Linked DNA regions of Mus musculus: all the other regions are linked to region 1. The links are chromatin contacts, called in public HiChIP or PLAC-seq maps. All regions are on one chromosome and are shown on one strand. The core of a region is the stretch at or near the end of the contact, and the rest is flanking DNA. Distances in the headings are between cores, read along the strand shown. Region 1 has its middle 16 kb from the start of Gm12059. Region 2 has its middle 45 kb from the start of Xpo1. Region 3 holds the start of Usp34 (ubiquitin specific peptidase 34).

What was found. HiChIP or PLAC-seq counts read pairs in DNA pulled down with a chosen protein or histone mark.
Region 2: an H3K27ac HiChIP or PLAC-seq map of embryonic stem cells shows a contact between it and region 1, with 26 read pairs. The contact joins two enhancer-like sites. A contact is called at or near these places in 1 of 484 Hi-C or Micro-C datasets (nephron progenitors) and 4 of 115 datasets of contacts at active chromatin or transcription factors (bone marrow-derived macrophages, embryonic hindbrain and embryonic stem cells).
Region 3: an H3K27ac HiChIP or PLAC-seq map of embryonic stem cells shows a contact between it and region 1, with 18 read pairs. The contact joins the promoter of Usp34 here to the enhancer-like site in region 1. A contact is called at or near these places in 2 of 484 Hi-C or Micro-C datasets (embryonic stem cells and female germline stem cells) and 8 of 115 datasets of contacts at active chromatin or transcription factors (bone marrow-derived macrophages, embryonic stem cells, epiblast stem cells and 2 more).

What each region holds. Positions count from the first base shown.
Region 1 is chr11:23,078,940-23,082,912 of GRCm38.p6, reverse strand. No RefSeq gene overlaps it. Among named protein-coding and RNA genes, the nearest start is that of Gm12059, 16 kb to the right of the region's middle. Within about 2 kb of position 2,247, at least 33 of the 459 cell types and tissues checked have an H3K27ac peak or open chromatin away from gene starts, as enhancers often do. A contact at or near this core is called in embryonic stem cells, stem cell-derived neural progenitor cells and trophoblast stem cells, where this site is marked.
Region 2 is chr11:23,208,320-23,212,835 of GRCm38.p6, reverse strand. No RefSeq gene overlaps it. Among named protein-coding and RNA genes, the nearest start is that of Xpo1, 45 kb to the left of the region's middle. Within about 2 kb of position 1,450, at least 106 of the 459 cell types and tissues checked have an H3K27ac peak or open chromatin away from gene starts, as enhancers often do. A contact at or near this core is called in embryonic stem cells, where this site is marked.
Region 3 is chr11:23,304,189-23,308,208 of GRCm38.p6, reverse strand. It overlaps Usp34 (ubiquitin specific peptidase 34), which reads right to left and starts at 1,314. Exons shown (of 80, transcript NM_001190401.2): 1 at 1,193-1,314. The coding sequence starts at 1,235.

The sequences.
Region 1 (3,973 bases), core at 998-3,497:
AGGAGATGAGCTATCCAGAGAATTTTTTTGAATAAAAAGAGAGAACTGCTTGGAGAACTCACACACACACACACACACACACACACACACACACACACAGACACACACACACACACACACACACACAGACACACACACACACACACACACACACACAGACACACACACACACACACACACACACACACACATCCCTTAGAGTAGCAAATATTAAGCAGAACACAGGTCGTCAGCTTGGATCCATGATTTGACTTCCCACCGTTCCTTTTGCTGCCCACAGGCACACACCAATGGAAAAGAATAAAGAAAGGATGTCTTCCAAGCACTTGTTACTCTTACAGAGAAGCCACGTTGTGTTGCTAGTACACATGTGGCACCTCACAGCCATCCCTAACTCCAGTTCCAAAGGATCAAATGGTCTCTTCTGGCCTCCTTAGACCCTGTATACATGTGGTGCACAGATATACAATATACACAGACAAAACACTCATACACATAATACAAAAAAAAGCCTTTTTAAAAGGACCCAGATATAAGGCAAATAAATATTGCCTGCTTAGATGTCTATCAACTAATGGTTAATGAAGACATGATACATATACACTAGTTATTTTTTAATTTTTTTATCTGTTGGAGTGTTTTGCACGTATGTATGTATGTATGTATGTATGTGTACAATGTGCATGTCCGGTGACCCATAAGGTCAGTGGAAAGTTTTGGATCCCTGGGAATGGAGTAACAGACAGGTGTGAGCCAGGATGTGGGTGGGTTCTGGGAATCAAACCTAGGTCCTCTTCTAGAGCAAGTGCTCTTAACCACCAAACCATCTCTCAAGCCCCACAAAGTAAAATTTTATTCATGTATAAAGAAAAATGAAATTATGAAATTCGCAGTGAAGTGACTGAGCTAGAAAAATAGAACATGAAATGAGTAGCTCAGGTTCAGAAAGACAATGAGTTAGCATTCTGTCTAAGCTCTGCCCCACAGTTAACACAATGGCTTCTCGTCCCCTGTCATAGGTGGATCCTCGGGGAACTTTTAGGGGTGTGTGTTTAATCTGGAGTCTCAGTAGAGCCCAGGAATGTGGAAAGGGCCAATGGGTGGGGCTTAGCGTAGAGTGCCTGTAGTGTAAAGTAGGAGAGGACATGGGGAGTTAACAATTAAGCACGTGTGGGGGCAGGGAAAGAGAGGGGCTGGTGGGGTGAATTAATTATAGCCTAGAATGTCTGACAACCTACATGGAAATCCTCTACTTAGTAAGATAATTTTAAAAAACTGTTTAGGGAGTTTGAGCACAACATTCTTCGTGGGTGCGTTGTTTCCCAGCCCCCCTGCCCAGAAGGACATGAGGTATTCTTTTAAAAGGTTCATTTATTTAATTTTTTTGTATATGAGTACACTGTCACTCTCTTTATGCACACCAGAAGAGGGCATCAGATCTCATCACAGATGGTTGTGAGCCACCACGTGGTTGCTGGGAATTGAACTCAGGATCTCTGGAAGAGCAGTCAGTGCTCTTAACCGCTGAGCCATCTCTCCAGCCCAAGACATGAGTTATTAAATAAAAGTCTCAGTGCCAGATGAGGGATCCCACCTTATTAGGTGTTTGTCAGGGAGGCCTAGAGGTCCCCACACAGCCACCACTACTGCTCATTCTCCCACCATAACTAGATGATAAGACCCTTTGGCTGAAGACACGGCACTTATTTCAGGGCAGAGAGAAATCAAGCTAGAACTGACTCGACAACTTCCTGGTAGCTATCTTTCATAGTGCTAATAGGTGCTGTGCAGGCCACCAAGAGAGAAAAGTGATCAATACTGTTCCCAAGTGGTGGATCCTGCGTGCTACAATAGTCACTTGCCAGGCAAAATGTGCCTGGGTCAGTAAAGGCATGAAGATCACTGGGAGAGCCAGCCACTCTCTTGTTGGCTCTGAGGCCTCCTGAGGAATTCATGTCTGGTACTGTAAACCTGGTCAAAAGCCCATGGCCTGGGAAGTGACTGTTGAATCCACAGTTCTAAATGGGACATCTACATCCACTACCACATCAAGATTCAGGGGGCATCGGAAAAGGACCAGAGTGGAGAAGAGTGCTGTGCAATACTACCTTCAGCACACAGTGTGGCCGCTGTGCACATAAACTCACCAAAGGCATTGAGAAGGCTAGGCTGATTCCAGGACAGACTTCAAATTGGTAGTTAAGGAGACTAGGCCTAAAAACTGGGCAAGCCTAGGCAAGCCCAGACAAGTCAGAAAAAGACTGCAGGCTCCAGGCAATGGAATGTCCCAGCAACCTGGCCTGAAGCAAGGACAGTGGGTCAGCAGCAGTTTCCAGACTTCCTCAGCTACTTCCTCAGAAACAGTTCCCAGACCTCCCTGGCAAGTTTCCAGCCCCCACACTCTGGTAATGGAATGTCTGTAGAGATGGATCCAACAGATTAACATAGAGGCCACCTACCCCCAAATTCCCTAATGTGCTTTAAATCAGGCCTGCAAGCTCAATTGGGTGTCTCCCTATCTTGGTAATGGGGAGACCCCATCATGCTGGACTTCTGCAGAATAAAACACTCTTTGCATTTACTTATTTGAGTCTGGGGTATCATTCTTCAATGAATCATGGACCTTTAACAATATAACACTGCACACAACTTTGTACTGTGTAATGCTTCCTCTGCACACAGTGTGGCCATTGTGTGCATAAGCTCACTGCAGCTGTAATACTGCTTATGACCTCTGCACAAAATTGAATCAATGAGGTTAGGCAGCATCCTGACAGGCAGCACTAAGTGGACTGGATGAATTACAAAGAGAGCAAGAAAGAAAGGACACGACGGCTAAAGGGGAATGTGTTGGGAATTCCAGGGAGTGGAAGAAGTGAATCTCTGCATGTATACATGTATGGAATTATATGGTAAATCTATACATGTATGGAATTGAAAAGAGACCATCTCTCTACATAGCCCTGGCTGTCCTGGAACTCACTATATAACTGCCTGTCCCTGCTTCCCAAGTGTTGCCTGGCTTAAAAGACATTGTAAAAGATTATTCTACAGCAAATGAAAACAAAACAAAAAAAGACAAAGAAACCTAACCTTTTGACCTGCCCTTTTACTCTTCCCTCTCTCTGTGCTCCATTTCCCTCGTGACTGGGTTCCGATCTCGGACCTCTTCTCTCCTGTCCCACATGGAGCCCATCAGAGCAGGTAGCCATACCTAAACCACAGAAGCAGACAGCTCCTTACCTCCTCTGGCAGCTGGTCCAAAGCACGGCTCTTGCTCCATACCCTGCCCTCTTGCTTATTTATTTTTTTAATGGAATGAAATCATACTTCTAAAGTATAAGTCACAACATGTCGGCTCTCCTCAGCTTCTCATTCCCTCAGAACGAAGGCAGACATGCTTAACTGTGGCCTGTAAACCTGTGTGGTTGTCTCTTCCACCACCATCTCCACCATCTCTCATTTTACTGCCTGTTGCTCTGTCCTAGCTCACCAGGATGGTGTTGCCAGTAGTCACTGTGTGTTCCCAGGCTCTTGTTTAACAGTGAGGCAAAACCCACACAGATTGTAAAGCAGTGAAGGAGTATTACTCAAAGCAAAACAATGGAAAAGATCAGAATACACTTGCAAGGGAACAGGGGGCCACATGAGCAAGGAACCTCAGGGCTCTGGTCACTGTCTGGGTTTGACTTTAGGAGAAGGAGCAGTTTGGTACTAGGCGTGGAATTTGGATGGTTCTCTAGTTTTACTGAGTTTTTTTTTTTTGTTTTTGTTTTTGTTTTCTGCACATTTCCCCTTATATAAAATATCTGATTTTAACCATATTCACATCTAATTGTGTACAGGCATAATGGAGAGGGGTTGGAAAAGGGGTATTTATACTCCTGGGGAGGTGGCCTGGGTTTGTGTGGCCCTGTACAATGGCCAGGGCAGAGGTGTTGGAAGAGGCATCATCTGCATATTCAGGGGCTGC
Region 2 (4,516 bases), core at 201-2,700, 130 kb before region 1:
TATTGTAATTGCTTTGGTTTTGGGATGGAATCTCATTATGGAGCCTTCCCCGGCTTTGTAGATCAGGCTGGCCGGGGACTTACTGCTTAAGCCTCCCAAATGCCAGGCATGTATACTGAACCGAGCAACAGCAAATTTTTAGCTGGTGACCAGCCCTGGCACTTGGGGGAAACAGGTAGATGAGAAGTTCAAGGTCATCCTTAACTGTATAGAAAGAAGGTTTGAGACTAGACAGGATCTTGCTCTGCAGCTCTGGCCAGCCTGAATGCTGCAGAAACCTTCAGCCTTCTGCCTGCCAAGTACTGGGAGTGCAGAGTGCAGGTTTTTTGTTTTTGTTTTTAATTTATTTATTTATCTATTTTATATGTATGAGTATCCTGTAGCTATCTTCAGACACACCAGAAGAGGGCTTCAGATCCCAATACAGATGGTTGTGAGCCACCATGTATGTGGATGCTGGGAATTGAATTCAAGACATCTGGAAGAGCAGTCTGTGCTCTTAACCACTGAGCCATCTCTCCAGCCCCAGAGTGCAGGTCTAAGAGCAGCTTTCTCTATGAAAAGATTTTATGACATCACTGTTAAATTTGATCCCTATAGAAATTGTCAAGCTGGGCTGGTGAGATGGCTCAGTGGTTAAGAGCACTGACTGCTCTTCTGAAGGTCCTGAGTTCAAATCCCAGCAACCACATGGTGGCTCACAACCATCTGTAATGAAATCCGCCGCCCTCTTCTGGTGTATCTGAAGACAGCTACAGTGTACTTAGATATAATAATAAATAAATCTTAAAAAAAAAAAAAAGAGGGCTGGTGAGATGGCTCAGTGGGTAAGAGCACCCGACTGCTCTTCCGAAGGTCCAGAGTTCAAATCCCAGCAACCACATGGTGGCTCACAACCATCCGCAACAGGATCTGACTCCCTCTTCTGGAGTGTCTGAGGACAGCTACAGTGTACTTACATATATTAACAAAATAAATCTTTAAAAAAAAAAAAAAGAAAGAAAGAAAGAAATGGTCAAGCAAACACGGGAGTGTGGTGGCACACTGTCTGGAATCTCAGTGCTTGGGAAGAAGTCAAGAAATCAGGAAACTCAGGGTCGTCCTCGGGTACAGCAGGTTTCAGCCCAGCCCGGGCTATGTGAGATTCTAAGTAAAAGAAAAGAAAAGAAAAGAAAAGAAAAGAAAAGAGAAAAAAAAAAAACTAAATAAAAACAAAGAAAGAGACTAATTGAGATGGTGTTGTCGTCAGCGACCCCATCTCGCGGCAGTGAAGTTAGAAAGTGGGGCCTGAAGAAGCGCCTGGTCCTGGAGACGCTTCTCTTCCCTCAGCCACATTTAGAATTCACAGAAAATATTTAAAAGCCTCTGCGAGGTAACTTCTAATCCCCCATGCAGTTTTGAGCCAATCCCACCCTTGAGGCAGCCACGCCTCCCGGGAGCAGAGGTGGAGGGGCGCTATTGTTCTGGGTTTCCTTTCTTTGTCCACTCCCGCCCCTGCCTCCGCTGCCTGGCCACCTCAGCCTTCCCCCTCTGCTCGGGGCCTGGGTTTTCCCTGCTCAGCCCGTTAGTTCACAACTCACAGTGTTGCACCCGTTTTTAAACTTCCTTTTCTCCAAAAAGAGCATTTCTGTAGTTCCCAAGGACTGTTCCGTCTAAGAATAAACACTGGCATTCAAGCGGAGCGAAGGGATCTACTTATTGGGGCTTGTTTGTTTTGAGACAGAGTCTTACCCTGTAGCTGAGACTGGCCTGGAACTGGAGAGCCTTCTGCCTTCACCTGCAGAAGTACTGGGTTTACAGGTGTGTACCACCAAGCCAACTACAACACACTTCTGTCTGAGTCGTTGGCACACTCTGTAGAATAAAGCAACTAGTCATAGTAATTGGTTACTTAAAAATTTAAAATCAAACCCAGCATATCAGATGTACATATGAAATTTGGACACTGCCTCCAGCCCTCATCCCCTCACCCCCTACCCCCACCCCACCCCCCACCACACCCCGTGGCAGCTTCCTGAAGGCAAGGAACACTGGTGTCATGTGACACTGCCCACTCTGCTCCATTCTAAGGATTTTGATCAGTGCATAATTGTAGCCCAACAGCTCACAGTCCCTCCCCCACACCACAGTAGACTCAAAGTCAATACACACAATTAAGAGGTAAAATTGTATTATTACTTATATAAGGAGAGCATCAGGACTGATCCCAAAGAAGTGTCTCGGGAGGGAGCTTTCACTGGGAAGCGAATCAAATCCATACAGAAAAGTCTCTTCATGTAGAAGTAGACAGTTTTCTGAGCATGTAGTAAGACAACATGGTTTTTCACTTAACATACTGATTGTTTGTTTGTTTTGTTTGTTTGTTTGTTTTGTTTTTTTTTTAATTTAAAGGGGGGGGGATAGACTGGGTGGTGACAGATACCTTTAACCCAGTATATGGGAGTCTGACACAGGTGGATCTCTATGACATGTCTAAGGTCAGTCTGGTCTACATAGCAAGTTGCAGGCCAGCCAGAGTTACTTGGTGAGATCCTGTCTCAGAGGACTAGAATTTTGTTCCCTGTGTTCACATCAGGCGACTCATGGTTTCTGGCCTCCATGAGCACACATATGTGTGTATACATACACACATATGTGTATACATACACACTTACACATAGGCCAAGTGTTACATTTATAAACAGTCCTGATCAGTAAGTTACATTATATTGAAACAAAGTGCTACAACATAAACTTCGAAATGAAGGTTAAAGAAAAAAAAAAAAAAAGAATTAAGTTGGGAATTGAGGGTAGAGTGTTGACTCAGCAGTTAGGAGTGCTTGTTTCACAACCAGGAGGACTGGAGTTCTGATTCCAACAGCCACATAAAAAGCTGTGTGTTCAGTACGTACCCAGGTGTGAGTGGAGCTGGTACTGGAAGATCTCTGAGGGTGGCTGGCTTCCAGCCTAGCCCAGAGAATACGAGCTATAGGTTCAGGCAGAAACTCTGCCAAGAGGCAGGAGAGATGGCCGTGTGGTTAAGAGCACTGGGCCGTTTTCCCAAAGGACTTAGGTTTGAATCGCAACACCTACAAGGTGGTTCACAAACATCTGTAACTCTAGGTCTCGGGATTCTGATGCCTCCCTCTGGCTTTTGCAGTAATCAGGCACAGACACAGTAAACAGATACACATAAAGAAAAAATATTCCATAATAATTAAAAAAGGAATAAGCTGAGAATGATAGACAAGATACCTGATGCCTTCAGGTGTCTGTACCTGTATACACATGTGCACATACACTTACACAAACTCATACGCACATAGATAAATAAATAAATCATCTAAAAAAATAAAAGAAGGGCCGGGCAGTGGTCTCGCACACCTTTAATCCCAGGCAGAGGCAGGAGGATTTCTGAGTTTGAGGCCAACCTGGTCTACAGAGTGAGTTCCAGGACAGCCAGGGCTACACAGAGAAACCCTGTCTCGAAAAAAACAAAATAAATAAATAAATAAATAAATAAAGGTTTGAAGTGGAAATTTCTGGTTTCTTTGGAAATTCAATTGTGTCATATGATGTTTCCTGGGGCAGACAGGTGAAAGGAAGTTTAGAATATTGCAGCAGGCACATGTAAGACATGTTTTGCTGAAGTGGACATGGGATGTGACCCCACAGACGGTGGGAGGGGCTCTGACATTGGCTCACCTTGCTAGTTGTCACTGATGATGCTGTTGTATTGGTTCACCTGGCATCACTCTGCTGGTCTTCCCTTGGCATGACTTCATAGAGAGTAACTCACCAAAGAACTTCTGATGTTCTGGTGACTTCTTGTTCTTCTGCCACACAGGCCGCTTTACTGAGCCTCACGGTTTCTTCTGGCTGGAACTGCAGTTCATGCGTGGTGATTGCCGAGTGGATTGGAGTGCATCTGCTGATGATTTGTGTCTGTGCTTTGCTAAAGGACTTCAGACAACAAAGATTGGAATCACCCCCAAAGAACTGTTTCTATAAGAGGTCCACAACTCTGTTTCCTATCTTTCCCCATGACCTTTGCTGGGTGGTGGGCTAAAAGGGAGGTTGAAGCGTTTAAGAACCCTTATTAAAGTAGGTTTGGAAAAAATCAAAGCCTACAAAGGTTGTGATACAGTACAACAGATTTCTCCCTTCAGGAAGAAGAGGAAGGCTAGGAAGGTAGAAACTGGCAAAATTCTCCAAGGCTCTTCACTAACTATACATGGAATAAACAACTATTTAGGGAGTAGGCACTGACCAGTAGAACAGCAGAGAGCCAAGCTCTGGGACCAGAGAGCTACCATCAAGGCCTGCAAGGAGCTCCAGGCCTGAGGCTGCTATATCCTCAACTATTTTGGGGTGGACTTAGGTGATGTATCTGCTTTTTAAAAAAAAGATTTATGTTTATTTCTATGTGTGTGTGTGTGTAACTGTGCCGTGTGTGTAACTCTGTGCCGTATGCTGGTGCCCGAAGCGATCAGAAAAGAACATTAGATTCCCCTGAAGCTGGATGTGGGTGCTGGGG
Region 3 (4,020 bases), core at 65-2,564, 230 kb before region 1:
TCTACCAAGAATGAAATTTATGTCAAAATAGGAATAACCTTATAAAATACTAGGAAAATGTAGGATGACACAGATATGGGAAAATGTAGTTTGAATATATACAAAACACCTACTTTAATCTGTCAGGAACTAAATACATAGCTGAAAATAAATTATAAACCTTTTAGCCATTAAAGTGAAACTCAAGCACATAATAAAGTAAAAATTAAGCAACCAAAAGGGAATTACAATCTACAAATAGACTTTTTAAATGAATGAATTAAAAGGAATAAGTAGTTTCGAAATCTGTCAAAATATCACACTGAATATAAATTCCAATACCTCAAATGAATATTTGTCACAAATCAAGTTTGTGTAAATTATCTTTTCATCTAAACCACCTCTGGGCCCACAAGTGGCTGACGTGCAATATTCCCTGTTTCTTAAGCAGAAATGCAATCTTGCAAGGCCAAAAATAAAATATGTAATACAATAATAAAGAATAAGGAGTAAGGCCTCTCATTTTCAGAGACAGACCATGACTAACTCGGGGTGGTTGTCGTTGGTAGAGATCTCCTTATAATAGACTTTACTACTTAAACGACGAATGGTACTAAAGAAATACTATCACCTTTATTTTTAATTAAGGTAAGACGGTTCCAATCATCACTATTGCAGTTCAATTTCTGCTATTTAAGGGCTGGCAGATGGATTGAATACACCCACACACCCTCAAGGGATGGAAAAATCACCACCCTTCTCCCACGGACTTTAACGAAAATTAGCAGGTAAGCGAGGCCTCCCCAGCACGCTGGAAATCAAAGAGGGCGGCCCTGAGGCTCGGACTGCAGAGCAAAGCCTAGTCCTCCGACCCCACCTCCCCACACCTTCCTCGAAGGGGGAAAGGGGCGGAAGGGCTCATTAGTGCCTTCATTAATTGACACCTGTAATGAGGAAACTTTCCGAGACCGCCCAAGCCGGACCCGGCCGGGGCTGCGCCGCGGCCTCTCGGGCGCCCAGGTAACCCGGCGGCCTGGGCCCGAGGCGCCGCGACGGCCGCCGCCACCACGCACCTTCCCGGGCACACAGGCCCGTACGCCGGGCCGGCCCGGTCGCCGCAGCCCGCAGGCCGGGAAGGCAGGCAAGGCGGGAGAGCACAGCCCAGGGACCCCCAAACCGTGCACCCCGACGGGTCCCCTACCCGGCGACTTACTTTCATTTAACACCTCCACCAGGTCTGCGCAGTTCTCGCACATCGTTCGGCCGCCGCCCCCCCCTCCCCCGCTTAGGATCGCGCTGACTGATCCCGACCGGCGGGGGGGAGGGGACGGAGGCAGGGGAGGGGGCCGGCCTGCCGGCGGGGCGGGGAAGCGACGAGGGCGGGCGGCGGCGGCGAGGACGGGGCGGGGAGCCGCGGGTGGGGGAGGGGGCCGGCGGGCCCGGGAGCGGGAGCGGGCGGGGGCGAGGAGGGGGGCGAGGGGAGCGCAGGCCTCAGGGGCGCCTAGGCGCCGGCGGCGGGGGAAGGGGGAAGGACGGGGGAGGGGAGAGGGAGGGGTGGGTGGGGAGAGAAGCAGCAGAGTCACTTCACCACCGACCAGACGCCGCGGCCACCGCCGCCGCCGCCGCCATTTTAATGGAGCGCTCGGGCTGCGCTCGGCTCTTTCCGCCCAGGCGAAGGAGCCGAAGAGAGGCGCCTCGCGCACTCATTCCTCCGCCCTCCTCGCTGCCCCCGCCCTCCGCCTCTCTCCGCACACACGCCGCACGCCCTGCCGGAGCCGCTGGCCGCCCTCCCTTTCCTCTTCCGTCCGGCCTCCCCGCCCTCGGTCCACCCCCTGTGCGCGCTCGCCCTCCCCGCCCAGCCGGATCTCTGTCAGCGGCCGGAAGGGGAGCGCGCCGCCCGCCGCCGCGGGGGGAGGCGGGTGAGTGGAAGATGGCGGAGGCTGCGGGCGGGTCGCGGGTACGCGGCCTCTCCCGCCCCTACGGGCTCCGCGCTCCGGGAGACTCGGCCGGAGCCGCGACGGATGGCCCGCCCCGTCCCCTGCCGCGGCGCGGCGCCTCCTGATCTCCCGCACCCCCGAGGGGAAGCGGTGAAGTTTGCCTGTCCTTCGGGTACTTTGAGGGTGGAGACGGCCGCGGGTCAGCAGATGCTGGCAACGCCGCGGCTCGCTCCCCACCTGGCTTCGGGAGAATGGAACAGCCCAGGGCGCGTCTTAACCTGAATCCCTGTTTATCTCAGCCGTGCGGTTCTGTGAGGCTCATGGATCCTCAGCAGTGAAACACCTTGACAGGACTAGAAATGGCGCGGTTGAGAAACCGTGACACCTCGTTTTTACGCACGAGGTCTTACAACGTGTGTGTCTACCCATTCATTCTTCATCGGAAACGCTCTATTAGGCTTTTTCATCAGAGAGAGACAGCGAGAGCTAGTACCGTGAGGAACGAAGCCTGGCGTGATGGTTTACGACAGTACTTCCTAAATGCAGGCAGGAGGGTTGCTCCGAGTTCGAAGGCAGCCTGAGCGACTTTTATAACCCCATTTGCCCAGTGCCAAAAGAAATGGAGCCAGGAGTGGAAAACAAGTGAAAGGGACACCCAACTTAAGTTTGGTATTGCATTAAGAACTAGAAGCTCGGGCTGGTGAGATGGCTCAGTGGGTAAGAGCACCCGACTGCTCTTTCGAAGGTCCGAAGTTCAAATCCCAGCAACCACATGGTGGCTCACAACCACCCGTAATGAGATCTGATGCCCTCTTCTGGTGCGTCTGAAGACAGCTACAGTGTACTTACATATATAATAAATAAATAAATCTTAAAAAAAAAAAAAAAAAAAAAAAAGAACTAGAAGCTCAGAAAGATGGCTCAGCAATAAGAGCACTTGAAACTCTTGCGGAGGATCCAGATTCAATTCCCAGCACCCACATGGTGCTCATAACCATCTATATCCTGTTCCAGGGCATTCGAATCCCTCTTCAGACTTCTGCGGTCACCGTCCACACTCCTAGCACACACACACACATACATACATACATACATACATACATACATACATTAAGGCAAAAAAAAAAAGAGTAATTTTTTAAACAATTTTTACAGGACAACTTAGTGTTAGTTTTTACCTTCACTAATTTCTGTTTCTAAGATACTTCCACAGGGATATGACAACAAAGTCTGAAAGGTCATGTGCATGACCCCAAACCAAAACTTGAGCACATGTTAATGAGGGCCCCGGTATTAATCTTCTACGATGTCTTGTCAAGGTGTGTCACACTTTTTCTGTGCACTAGAACTGCTTCTAACTTCATGCTGTTTTTGCACGGCGCTATAAAGTTTCACTCCAACCTATTCCTGTTATTTCCTATGAGCTTTGTGAGTTGTGTAGCTGTTTTCCCTTCATCCTTCTCCCATCCTCTCCCCACTTAGAGTCTTCCTATCAATGATTATTGACTCAGCAGACATCACCTTCAGGCTAACCTTTGTCAGCCCTCTTAACAATCTTTTTTTTTTTCTCCCAGTACATCCCAGGTTTTTTGAAATGCCATCAATGAACCTTGATTTGAAAAAGACCCACTATCTAAGAAATATTTTTAAGTTGTTTTAAACTAAGTCTTGGTAACCTGGTATTTCTAGGGTTGTTCTATGCCTGAAACATAATTTAAATATGGAAATTAATTGAAAATATAAAGGCTTTTTTTTAGTATTGGTGTAGTACTTTTTTGAGATGCACTTTTGCTTTGTTAGCCCATGCTGACATAGAATTCAAATTCCTCATGCTTCTGCCTTCTAGGGACTGGAATTACAAGCAGGTGTCACTATATACAGCTATACTTTACCCACAAACCCCTGAACATTGAAGTTACAAATAGGATAAAAGCTAACCTTAAAATTGATATACAGGGTAATAAAATCTGGGCCACTAACTAGGCAGAGGTGGTACACACTTTAATCCTAGCACTCAGGAGCCAGAGGTAGACAGATTTCTAAGCTCAAGGACAGCCTGGTCTAGAGAATGAGTTCCAGAACAACCCGGCTACATGAGGAAATC